Regions from separate parts of the Mus musculus genome. Here regions 1 and 3 are each linked to region 2. A link is a contact called in public HiChIP or PLAC-seq data. All regions are on one chromosome and are shown on one strand. The core of a region is the stretch at or near the end of the contact, and the rest is flanking DNA. Distances in the headings are between cores, read along the strand shown.

The links. HiChIP or PLAC-seq counts read pairs in DNA pulled down with a chosen protein or histone mark.
Region 1: a contact with region 2 is called in an H3K4me3 HiChIP or PLAC-seq map of forebrain, with 3 times the contacts expected there. The contact joins two enhancer-like sites. A contact is called at or near these places in 4 of 115 datasets of contacts at active chromatin or transcription factors (embryonic basal ganglia, embryonic forebrain, embryonic midbrain and 1 more).
Region 3: an H3K4me3 HiChIP or PLAC-seq map of embryonic midbrain shows a contact between it and region 2, with 2.4 times the contacts expected there. The contact joins two enhancer-like sites. A contact is called at or near these places in 2 of 484 Hi-C or Micro-C datasets (embryonic stem cells and stem cell-derived neural stem cells) and 11 of 115 datasets of contacts at active chromatin or transcription factors (craniofacial prominence, embryonic basal ganglia, embryonic forebrain and 6 more).

What each region holds. Positions count from the first base shown.
Region 1 is chr12:116,905,615-116,908,862 of GRCm38.p6, forward strand. The region is part of intron 11 of Ptprn2 (protein tyrosine phosphatase, receptor type, N polypeptide 2); the gene reads left to right. Among named protein-coding and RNA genes, the nearest start is that of Gm31336, 150 kb to the left of the region's middle. Within about 2 kb of position 1,982, at least 36 of the 459 cell types and tissues checked have an H3K27ac peak or open chromatin away from gene starts, as enhancers often do. A contact at or near this core is called in embryonic basal ganglia and forebrain, where this site is marked.
Region 2 is chr12:117,159,134-117,162,205 of GRCm38.p6, forward strand. Ptprn2 (protein tyrosine phosphatase, receptor type, N polypeptide 2) reads left to right here. Exons shown (of 23, transcript NM_011215.2): 13 at 2,461-2,673. Among named protein-coding and RNA genes, the nearest start is that of Gm10421, 9.4 kb to the left of the region's middle. Within about 2 kb of position 1,523, at least 25 of the 459 cell types and tissues checked have an H3K27ac peak or open chromatin away from gene starts, as enhancers often do. A contact at or near this core is called in embryonic basal ganglia and forebrain, where this site is marked.
Region 3 is chr12:117,304,027-117,307,448 of GRCm38.p6, forward strand. All of the region lies in intron 1 of Gm5441 (predicted gene 5441), which reads right to left. Among named protein-coding and RNA genes, the nearest start is that of Gm5441, 31 kb to the right of the region's middle. Within about 2 kb of position 1,950, at least 12 of the 459 cell types and tissues checked have an H3K27ac peak or open chromatin away from gene starts, as enhancers often do.

The sequences.
Region 1 (3,248 bases), core at 732-3,231, 250 kb before region 2:
GGGAAGAGCAAGAGAGGAGCTAGAGAGCAAGGAGGGGGCAAGCAGCCCCTTTTATAGTGAGTCAGGCACACCTGTCTGTTGCCAGGTAACTGTGGGGCAGAGCTTAGACAGAATGCTAACAATTAGAGATAAACACACTGAAGAGAATAGAAAGTTGATTTTGCCCATGTTAATATTGGGGCTGGATCTGGGAGGAGACACAGTATCCCCCAAAGGCTCTGTGCAGAAGCTTAGTTTTCCTCTTCTGTTGGTAGTGGGAAACGGTGGAATCTTCATGAGCTGACCCTAGTGGAAGGAAGCTGGGCCAATCGCAAAACATCATTGAAAGTGACATTAGGACTCAGATCTCTTCCTCTTTTTATTTCCCAACTTCCTTGAAGTGAATAACCCCCTCTGCCATGTGCTCCTACCATGATGTACTGTGCTGCCACAGGCCCATAGCAGCAGACAAAACAACCTTACACCAACCCTGCTGAAACCGTGAGCCAAAATAGACCTGTCCTCCTCCTTAGTTGACTATCTGAGTGTCTCATTACAATCACAGAAAGCTGACTATTGCAGTTACAAGTGTAAACAGGGATGCAGAATGGAAAATCAGATTCTCCCCTGCAGGCGTGGGCTGATGTGTTAGGCAGGCTCTGCCCGAGGCAGTGTGCTGGCTAGTGTTTAATCAACTTGACACAGCTAGAATCCTTTGGGAAGAGAGACACTCAATTGAAAAAAACACTCCTTCCAGATTGGCCTGTGGGCAAGCCTAAGAAACATTTTCTTGATTAATGATTTATGTTGATGGATCCAGCCCACTGTGAATGGTGCCACTCCTGGGCAGGAGGTGCTGGATGGTATAAGAAAGCAGGCTAAGCAAGCCATGAGGAGCAAGCCAGTAAACAACTTCTTTGGATGGGAGACTACAAGCTATAAAATGAAATAAACTCTTTAAAAAAAAAAAAACAAAGTAGTACAAATTATCACTAGGATGGGCAGTGACTGTAAGACTTTGCCTGAATTCCTCCCCGACAACCTTAGGCTGCACATATATAAACAGTGTAGAATTGTGGTGTCAAAATACCACCAGGATAGGATGAAGATGGACAGGTAGAAGCAGATGGTGCTCTGTGGCCCCTTGATGGTTTGTGGATGTTAATTGGCTCTCTTTGAACATCTTTCTTGCTCTTTGCCAGCAATTGGTGTCTCCCCTTCACTCCCATGACCTTAAGGGCCTGGTGTGTGTGTGTGTGTGTGTGTGTGTGTGTGTGTGTGTGTGTGTGAGAGAGAGAGAGAGAGAGAGAGAGAGAGAGAGAGAGAGAGAGATACAGAGAGATAGAGAGACAAGGAGATATAGAGAGAAAGAGAGAGATAGAGAGACAGAGAGACAGAAACAGAGACAGAGAGACAGAGACTTGAGAATGCCTGATTGGAGAGTTCCTGGCAATGGCCATCATACAGTGACTAGAAGATGCTCCCAAGGGGCTGGGGCTGTGTCTGTGGAAGGGACCCTCATTAGCAACAGCAACTTCAAGGAGTTCTTACCTCACAGAGGCTCTCAGCAGAAACCTGCTCCTTCTTCACCTCACCCATCTTTAGCAGAGTCAAACCTGTCTTTTGTAGATTTGAGGTACCCCACCTGTGTCTTCACTGGTTGATCTTCATTTTCTGTTAATACACAAAGGGTGTGTCTGCTTTCTTTTATTCTCTTAGCTTAGTGATGATAGTGCCTTCACACCTAAGTGGGAGTAGCTTGTTCCAGAAACAGGGTCGAGCACTACAGAGTGACTTTGCATATCTAATAAGTGGCTTCAAGATAAGCTCTGGGGTGGGGGAAGATAAGGTATGAGCCTGTACACACCAGGTCAAGAAGGTCAAGATAAACATTCAGGGAGGAAGGCAGGGTGTGAGCCTATACACTAGGTCATCTTGCAGTTTCTCTCACAGGCCAGCTTAGCAGACTGACTCTGAACAGGAGGAAAGCAATGTCTGTCAAAAGCCTCCTTTGGGGAATTCTACAGATGCCAGTTCCCATGGCAACTAGATGAGGAGAAGGGAGAATAGGAAGCTTGCTCTGAAATCTGGCTTCAGCTTCAAGCCCCTCATCACGGGCTCTCACCCATGGCCTCAGCAGGGCCTGTGAGCACAGATGCCTGCTTGTGGTCTCATCTCCCACTGTCACTGAGCCATTGCCTGACTCTCTGATGCTTAAGGCCAGGCTATGTGGGGCCACCTCAGGCTAGAGAGGAGGTAGTTGATTCTGCATATATGGTTATCTAACTTTGAATGGCCCAACTCTGTAGTTTCTTCTTCTTAATCCTCTGATACCTAGCACCATCTCTTCATCTTAGGTATGGCTTGTGGGAAAGAGTGTATGCTAAATACAACTGTAGCAATGTTAACCCTCAGTACTGTGAGTGCTCACACAGAACAGGTCACATCAGCACACCTGGGGTTAACCGAAGGCAGGTCTTAGGGTTAAGAGGTAGAGACAGCTTTGGAAAAGTATGAGAACTGAGAACAGATGGTATGCACAAGGGCCACTGAGCATGAGGGACAGTGTAAGGGCGTTTGGCCCCTGAGATGAGATACTCGGAGAGTAGTCTAGGTGAACAATCCTGCCATAAACAGATGTGTTGAATATGCTCAAAGCCTGATACACTTTCTGAAGTTCTGTCTGCAAACTAGCCCACTGTTTCCTCCTGGGACAGGAATACACAGCGTAATGGCGTACTCTTGGATGATGGCTGACTTGCATAGTGAGGCTGGAATTCCACATAGCCCCAGAGCAAGGTCCAGGAAATTCAAGAGTATAGTGAGACAGTACAGGCCTATTGGACCCACAGGCAGGGACAACACTGTAGGTGGCTGCATTTTGAAGATGTCAGATGCAAATTGATCAATCGAACAAAAGGACTGCATGGGTGATAGTTCTAGCCCTGCCTGAGAGCTACCCAAACACAACATGGATGACTGTTGGACTTTAAGGACAACAGACCTTCCCTACTTTAGAGCTTGGGGTTTCCCCTTGTTCCTTTGCTGCGCCCCCCCCCCCCAGCCCTTTGTGCAGCTTCCCTCAGCCTAACTGCACTCCCTCGGCCTGGGCTACCTTCCTGAAACCCCTCTGCCAGAGTCCCATTCCTGTAGCCCCCTCAGCTGGGGTCCCTTTCTATAGCCCTTCCCCACCCCCTCAGCCCAGCTAGCAGGCTGTCTCCAAGCAGAGGGAAGCAGTGTCTGTAAAAAGCCTTCTTTAGGGAGTTCTG
Region 2 (3,072 bases), core at 273-2,772:
ACTACTCAGGGGCACAGAGATGGGTGGAGCCTAGAGTAATCTGGCCCTGCCCTCTTCAGTTATCCCACAGGAGCCCATTGAGAAGGAAGTCTCTGCTCTTGCCCGGACAATTTGGTTCAGCCTCTGAGAAAAATCCCAGCAACCAACTGGTTTAAAATAAAACCGAGAAAGAAGCTGGGGCACCTGGGCTTTTCACTGGTTGCCCTGCAGCCAGCCCCGCAGGTTGCCACGCCGTTCACTTGTAGGAACATCACCTGCCTCTTCCTGTGGCTCCAGAGTGCCCAGTGTCTGTCACCTGGCAGTGCTGTCAGTCAGGCGGAGTTCATACTACGGACCATTGATCGCTTGGTGCTCCCAGCCCTGTGGAAGCGCGGGTACAGTGCAGAGTGTACTGATGGGCTGTCATATACCATGGCCCAGCATGGCTGGTAACTTAGAGTTATCTGAGAACCTGAAGCCGAGGAATTTCGTGCCTGAAGCCAGGTTAAGGAGGTCCTTTTCCAGCGCCACGTGGCGTGCAGGTCCGCCCAAAGCCTACGCTGGGCCTTGGTTCAGGGACCCTCAGCTCAGGAGATGGGTAAGGTGTCCTTGCCATTGCCATCCCACCACTGCCTTTGTTGTGGTCTGCTGAGAAGAGGCTAGACAGGCAAGGGCGGTGGGAAAGCAGCCATGGATCCGGCAGAGTGTGACCAGCTCCCGCCCTGGCATACCTGGGACCACACTGAACCCTGGGGAGTGAACAGCTCCGTTTTGCGAATGGTGCGGAGGTCCACTGGCCAGGAACTTAAGGAAAAGGGTTTGTTCTTGTGCGAACTACATCCAGTCATGTGAGGACAGCCATTTGGGCCACCGAGACCCTGGCCGAAAGGGTTATTTGTGTGGTTTATGCTCCTGCCCGTGCTGGGGCAAAGAAGTGTAGCTTAGAAACTGAGATGGGGACTTCGCTGACTTGGGGGGAGGGGCGGGAGACTCTGGAATGACTTCTTTCTAGAAGCTCTCCTGTGGGGTGGGCGGGAGTGAAAAGAGGAGGGGACCCGGGAGGAAGCCAAGAGGAGGAAGGGAAGGGTTCCACAGCTTTCCCCTGTGCAGGATCTTCTATGCTGCTGGCTCGCAGCAGCCAAGGGTGTCGCCCACTCAGTCCTGGGAGAGGTGTCCACGTTCCTGCTCCGGGTCTCCTGCTCCCCTCCCAAAGGTCCCCTCTGCCAGGCCTTGGAGCCCCCTCCCTTCCTCTCTTCCATCCATTACTGAAGTCCAGGAACCTCCTGGGTCCAGAGCCAAGCAGAACCAAGCCGCGCATCCAGGCAGGAAATCCCGGCGTCTTTTCTCATTTAACCCGCGTTTCCATTAACTCGGTCCCAGCGCCCGCTAATCCGCGCACCGAAGGCAAAAGCAGGCTAATTAATGACCAGCTTTTCCAGTCAAGACTAGCGATAATTGCTTTGGTGGCCTTTATGATTACAAGATAAAAATGGGCCCGGCCTGACATAAGAGACACTGTGTACACTCAGAGACTGGAGGAAACGAAGAGTTGGGAGGCTGAAAGCGGAGCAGAAAATTACTAATAGAAGAGAGATAATGAATAGGCCGGCCAGGCATTCATGGGGAAAAATCCATTTTGTTACCACGCGAAATTAGGTGGCGGAAAGGAGTTTGCTAATTGTTCTCCTCTTGTAGCAACCAGGACGGAGGCAGGGGCGTGCTCTTCCATTCATTTCCCGAGTAATTGTGGGGGTTGCTGGCCGGGAGTCGTGGGCGATTTGCCTGCGGCCCTTCCATTTTCCTGTGGCGTGTTTAATTGTTGCTAATACACCTCCTAATAAAGCTAATGAGGGGGGCGCTGTCTGGCTATCTGCCCTGGATTTGAGTGACAGAGAGGATTTTCTCACCTATTCCCCCAAGATGCAAAGTGAACTTCCCAATCATCTATTTCCAAAGACCTTGTCCCCTTTGAAGGAACAATACTCAGGTACCAGTAGTTGGAGTCTGTGCTTATAGAGAGTGACTAGAGCTGGTTGCATTAACCCACAGAATGTCTTCTAGAGAAGAAGCCATGTCCCAGAGCTATGATGACTCTGGCCAGTGCATTCTACTGATACTGGGGACTATTTAGTTCTGTTAATATTTTACCCACCTCCTGCCAAGCATGTGCTGGATTACATGCTCTGGACAAAATCTGTATCTGATTAGGAATGATGTACACTTCGTTTTACTTAAAGCAGCAAGTTGGGTACCAAATACTTTACATTATTAAGTTTGAAGAACAGCCACTATTGGGGTTACTCTTGACTTCTGCTTAATAGAAATTCGGTCTGGAGGTATGGTGTTGGAACTTCTTTGCACGTGTGTCCCTGCACAGCCCCCTCATGTTGAGGCTGCACTAAGTCTGGAGGGGGTGTGCTGCTGGAGTCAAGGTCCCCTGAGTAGTAACCTGTTCTCCTCCCTCTTCTCCTCCTCCTGCAGAAGGGAAAGCTCAAACTCCTGCCGCATCAGGAAGAGCAAGAGGACTCTACCAAGTTCATTTTGCTCACCTTCCTCTCCATTGCCTGCATCCTGGGGGTTCTCCTGGCTTCCAGCCTTGCCTACTGCCTCCGCCACAACTCACACTACAAGCTGAAGGACAAGTTGTCTGGACTAGGCGCTGACCCCAGTGCAGATGCCACTGAAGCCTACCAGGTAAAAATAAACTTTTCAAAGTTTTCTCCTTGGATTTGCCAAACTTGATTTGAGAGTGAAGGAGGAGGGCAGTCTGTCCCCTCTCTCACCCTCTATACTCCCTCATGAAGTCACAGTACAGGCTCTTTTATGATGACAATTTGAAACTTCTCATTAGCATTCATGTAAATACCTTGCAACCACAATTTTATGGCTCTGTATTAATCTTACACCGTTTCTGGGTAGTCTTACATTAGCTGTAGAAAGTGGGTTGCTAATTAGAAATGTGGAAAAAGTACAGTACATGAATTATGCATTGTCTGTTATCTTAATCTGGTCACTATTAATGAAACACGCCACAGTTGCAAGATGGATTGGCTGTGTAGATGTGTGAAGATGGCTCTTAAATCATCAACTTCC
Region 3 (3,422 bases), core at 700-3,199, 150 kb after region 2:
GCTGACCCTTGCTACTGCCAACCACTGCTGTCATGTGGAGCTGCCCATCTCTCCTAGCCCTACATTTGCTCCTCTCATGTCTATGAGGTGGCGCCTGGCATATCTTCATGTTTCCCCAGCACAGGACAGGCACCTTTCTGATTGTTGTTCATAGTGTCTGTGAAAGAAAACTCAGCTCATAAACTTATAATGATACACCATCGATGCCCTATCTAAACCCACACTATGCTTTCCTAATGACTCCCCAGGTCTGCCACATATGATGAAGGGCTTCTGTCTTCTTCCAGAGAATGGGTTCCTCTGGGACTCAAGACAAATCCCTCTCTGTCCTTGAGCACCCATGATCCTACTTGCCCCCTAAGGGGGCTCTAGGCTGGGACTTCCCACCTTTTTCTCTCAAGGCTTCAAATCAAGACAGCATTGAGTCAGACACTGAGAGCAACTGTGAGCTTGCCCCTCCTGAAGGTGCCAGGTGACCCAGTCCCAGGGTGAAGACAAGATAGTGACGGTGAGGATGAGGCATGCCACCCCAACGTCGCTGTCCACCCACATGGCCTCATACAGAAGGACCTGTGAGTGAAAATGACATAAAGGGCAGAGCAGCAGCAAGGCCAGAGGAGACACATGCCCCGGCTTGACTCCAGGGCTGGGAACAATAGGGGTGTCAACAGCAAGAGGTCTGAGAAGGTCATTCCACATCTCACAGTAAAAGAGCAATGTGAATTTCTAAGCAGCGACATCTGGAAGATCAAAACTATCGCACTTCAATCACCAGGAAGCTCTCTGCTCGTTACATGCAATCATACTTAGTTATTAATAGACGCAGGCTCGACACCGGCATTCTGCATGCTCATCCTGAGGTGCGCAAGGGATTCTGCTGGCATTTAGTTAGTCATTTTCATCAGCGTCTTCCACGGATTGACCGATCTGACCCCAAAACCTCACGCTGTCACTCATCATAAGTGAATTTATCAACATGTACGTAATCAGAATACACAGGAGAGTCTGAGCTGCTTGCATATGGAATTACTCCTCTCTCCACGCTTCAAAAAAATTCAATTTTGCATAATAAATAATGATAAGGGCCAGTTGACAATTATCTAGATGGGAATATTACATGGAAATGATTGGAATTTCAATGGGCTGGGGGATCTGTCTAGAGGCTCCCTAGTAATCAGCCTCCGAGGCTGACTCCCTCCATTGTCAGGCACACAAAGCTCCCACCCTCCTGATGCAGGCTGCAGTACGCACCCTGAAAATTGGCACGTACCCTATTAGTAATTTCCTCCTGTGACATGGGCTTAGATGCACAGCCAGGCGAATATGAAAATTAATTAGGCTATTATTTTAATGTAGAAGAACAGAAGCTTATCTGGAAAAAAAAATCCATACTCACAGAAAAAGATACACTCCTCACACCAACATATACTCTCACAAACACACATGCCACACACACACACACACACACACACACACTCCTCATACACAGGCATTTCTCACATAACCACACACTCACACAAACACATGCTCATACAAACACACACTTCTCACACACACTCTTCACACAAAGGCACTCCTCACATAACCACACACTCACACAAAAGCACATGCTCACACAAAAACACACCCACAGAAACATGCATATACTCCTCACGCAAACACACATGCTCACAGAAACATACACACTCTTCATATAACACACACACTCATACACCACCAAACAAGCCATGTGTAGCCAGGTCTGCCTTCCCCAGAGGACCCTGTCACTTACAATAGGCCTGTTCCAGGCACAGTGTTTCCCTCCGCTTCTGAATAATCACCTCAAAGAAAGAAATGAAGACAAAGCTCGTTCTTGATTTTTTCCAAGAGAGCACAGTGCAGTGTGTCTTGATTGCGAGGCTTGCTGGGGTATTGTGACTTTCACTAATTACATTTCGTGCTGGATTTTCTAGCCTAGTCATTATGCCCATGAAAGAATGCTGGGAGACAGCACATGTCCCTGCTACTTTATACCCTGTCAAGATGTAAAGCCACACAGGAGAGGAACACCTGCCTCTGAGGTGCTCATTTTGACCAGGCCTCAGCTTATGGCCCTCTGACTCAGGACCTCCCATAGCATCAACAGTTATTTTAAAGAGTTGATGGTCAAAGGCTATTGTTAATTATGAAACAAGTGAAGTTGGGCTTGGTGACAAAGGCCTGTCTCTACTCCCAACACTCAGGAAACCCAAGGCAGGAGGACAGCAAGTTCACGGCTAACCTGGGCTATGCAGCAAGATCCTGTCTCAAAAGCAACAAAAAGAATAAATACAGGTAGGCGAGATGACTCAGTGGGCAGGCATGAAACCTGAGAACCAGTTTTAGATCCCTAAGGACCCCACATGATGGAAAGAGAAAAATCAACTCCAACTAGTTGTCCTCTGACCATCACGTGTATGCTCTAACGTGTGTACCCACACATATGCATACACATGCATATCTAAAATGAATAAATTTTAAAAACCACCAAGTGGGAGGAGCAGACATTCAAACAAAAACACCCATAAATTTCCTGGTATGAGTTTGCTGCCCCACAGACTTCTTGGACAGTGTGTGGCTCCCAGGAGACATACTCTAGAGTTGCATCCCATAAGATTCGAGAACTCCCAAAGGCCATGTTCTTTGATGGCACTTGTCCTCCTACTGTTGTAAGTGAGGACATTAGAAGTCTAAATGTCTTCAGCTTATGATTGACAGATTGTCTGACTTTACCCCCTCTCATCCCCCCAGTATGTCCTGCCTCCTTTACCTTCCTAGCTCAGGGTACCAATCAGGGTTCGGACAAGTTACCAGAAAGCTACTGGGCTAGCAGAACAAAATGAATGGTCATCTTAGTAGTGATGGGGGACTGGGGAATAGTACAGCAATGAACCTCCCAACTGGCTTAATGGAAAGTCTTTATAAAAGAAAGACAGCACCTGCCTTCTGCCCTCACTCAAAGAGAGAAGTATACAGTGTGACTTCAAAGACTGGGTGGAGTGTGAAAGATGCACACAGTGTGACTTCAAGACTGAGCGCAGTGTGAGCCCAGAGGGTGTAGACAGGCAAGGGCATTGAGAAAGCAAACTGAGGACACACCCAGGTGTGACACAGTCATCAAGACCCCAGTATTTGAGACAAGTAATAGCCTAATTTTGAAAAGGTCTAGATCTTGGTTAGAGCACCCTCCCATGAGGACTGGGACTCTGTCAAGCTCCCTTCCTAGGAAGGTATCATCTAGACTTTCAAGGGGCACAGGTGCCTAAGATAGCACTGGGTTCACATTTGTGAAAAGGAGACTGGAGCTCAAGATGCTGCATCAGTGGGTAGCCAACCATCTTGGCAGCCTTCACCACAAACTGGTGATTTGATGTCATTTCACCCTCTGTGTGTCAGAGAGATAG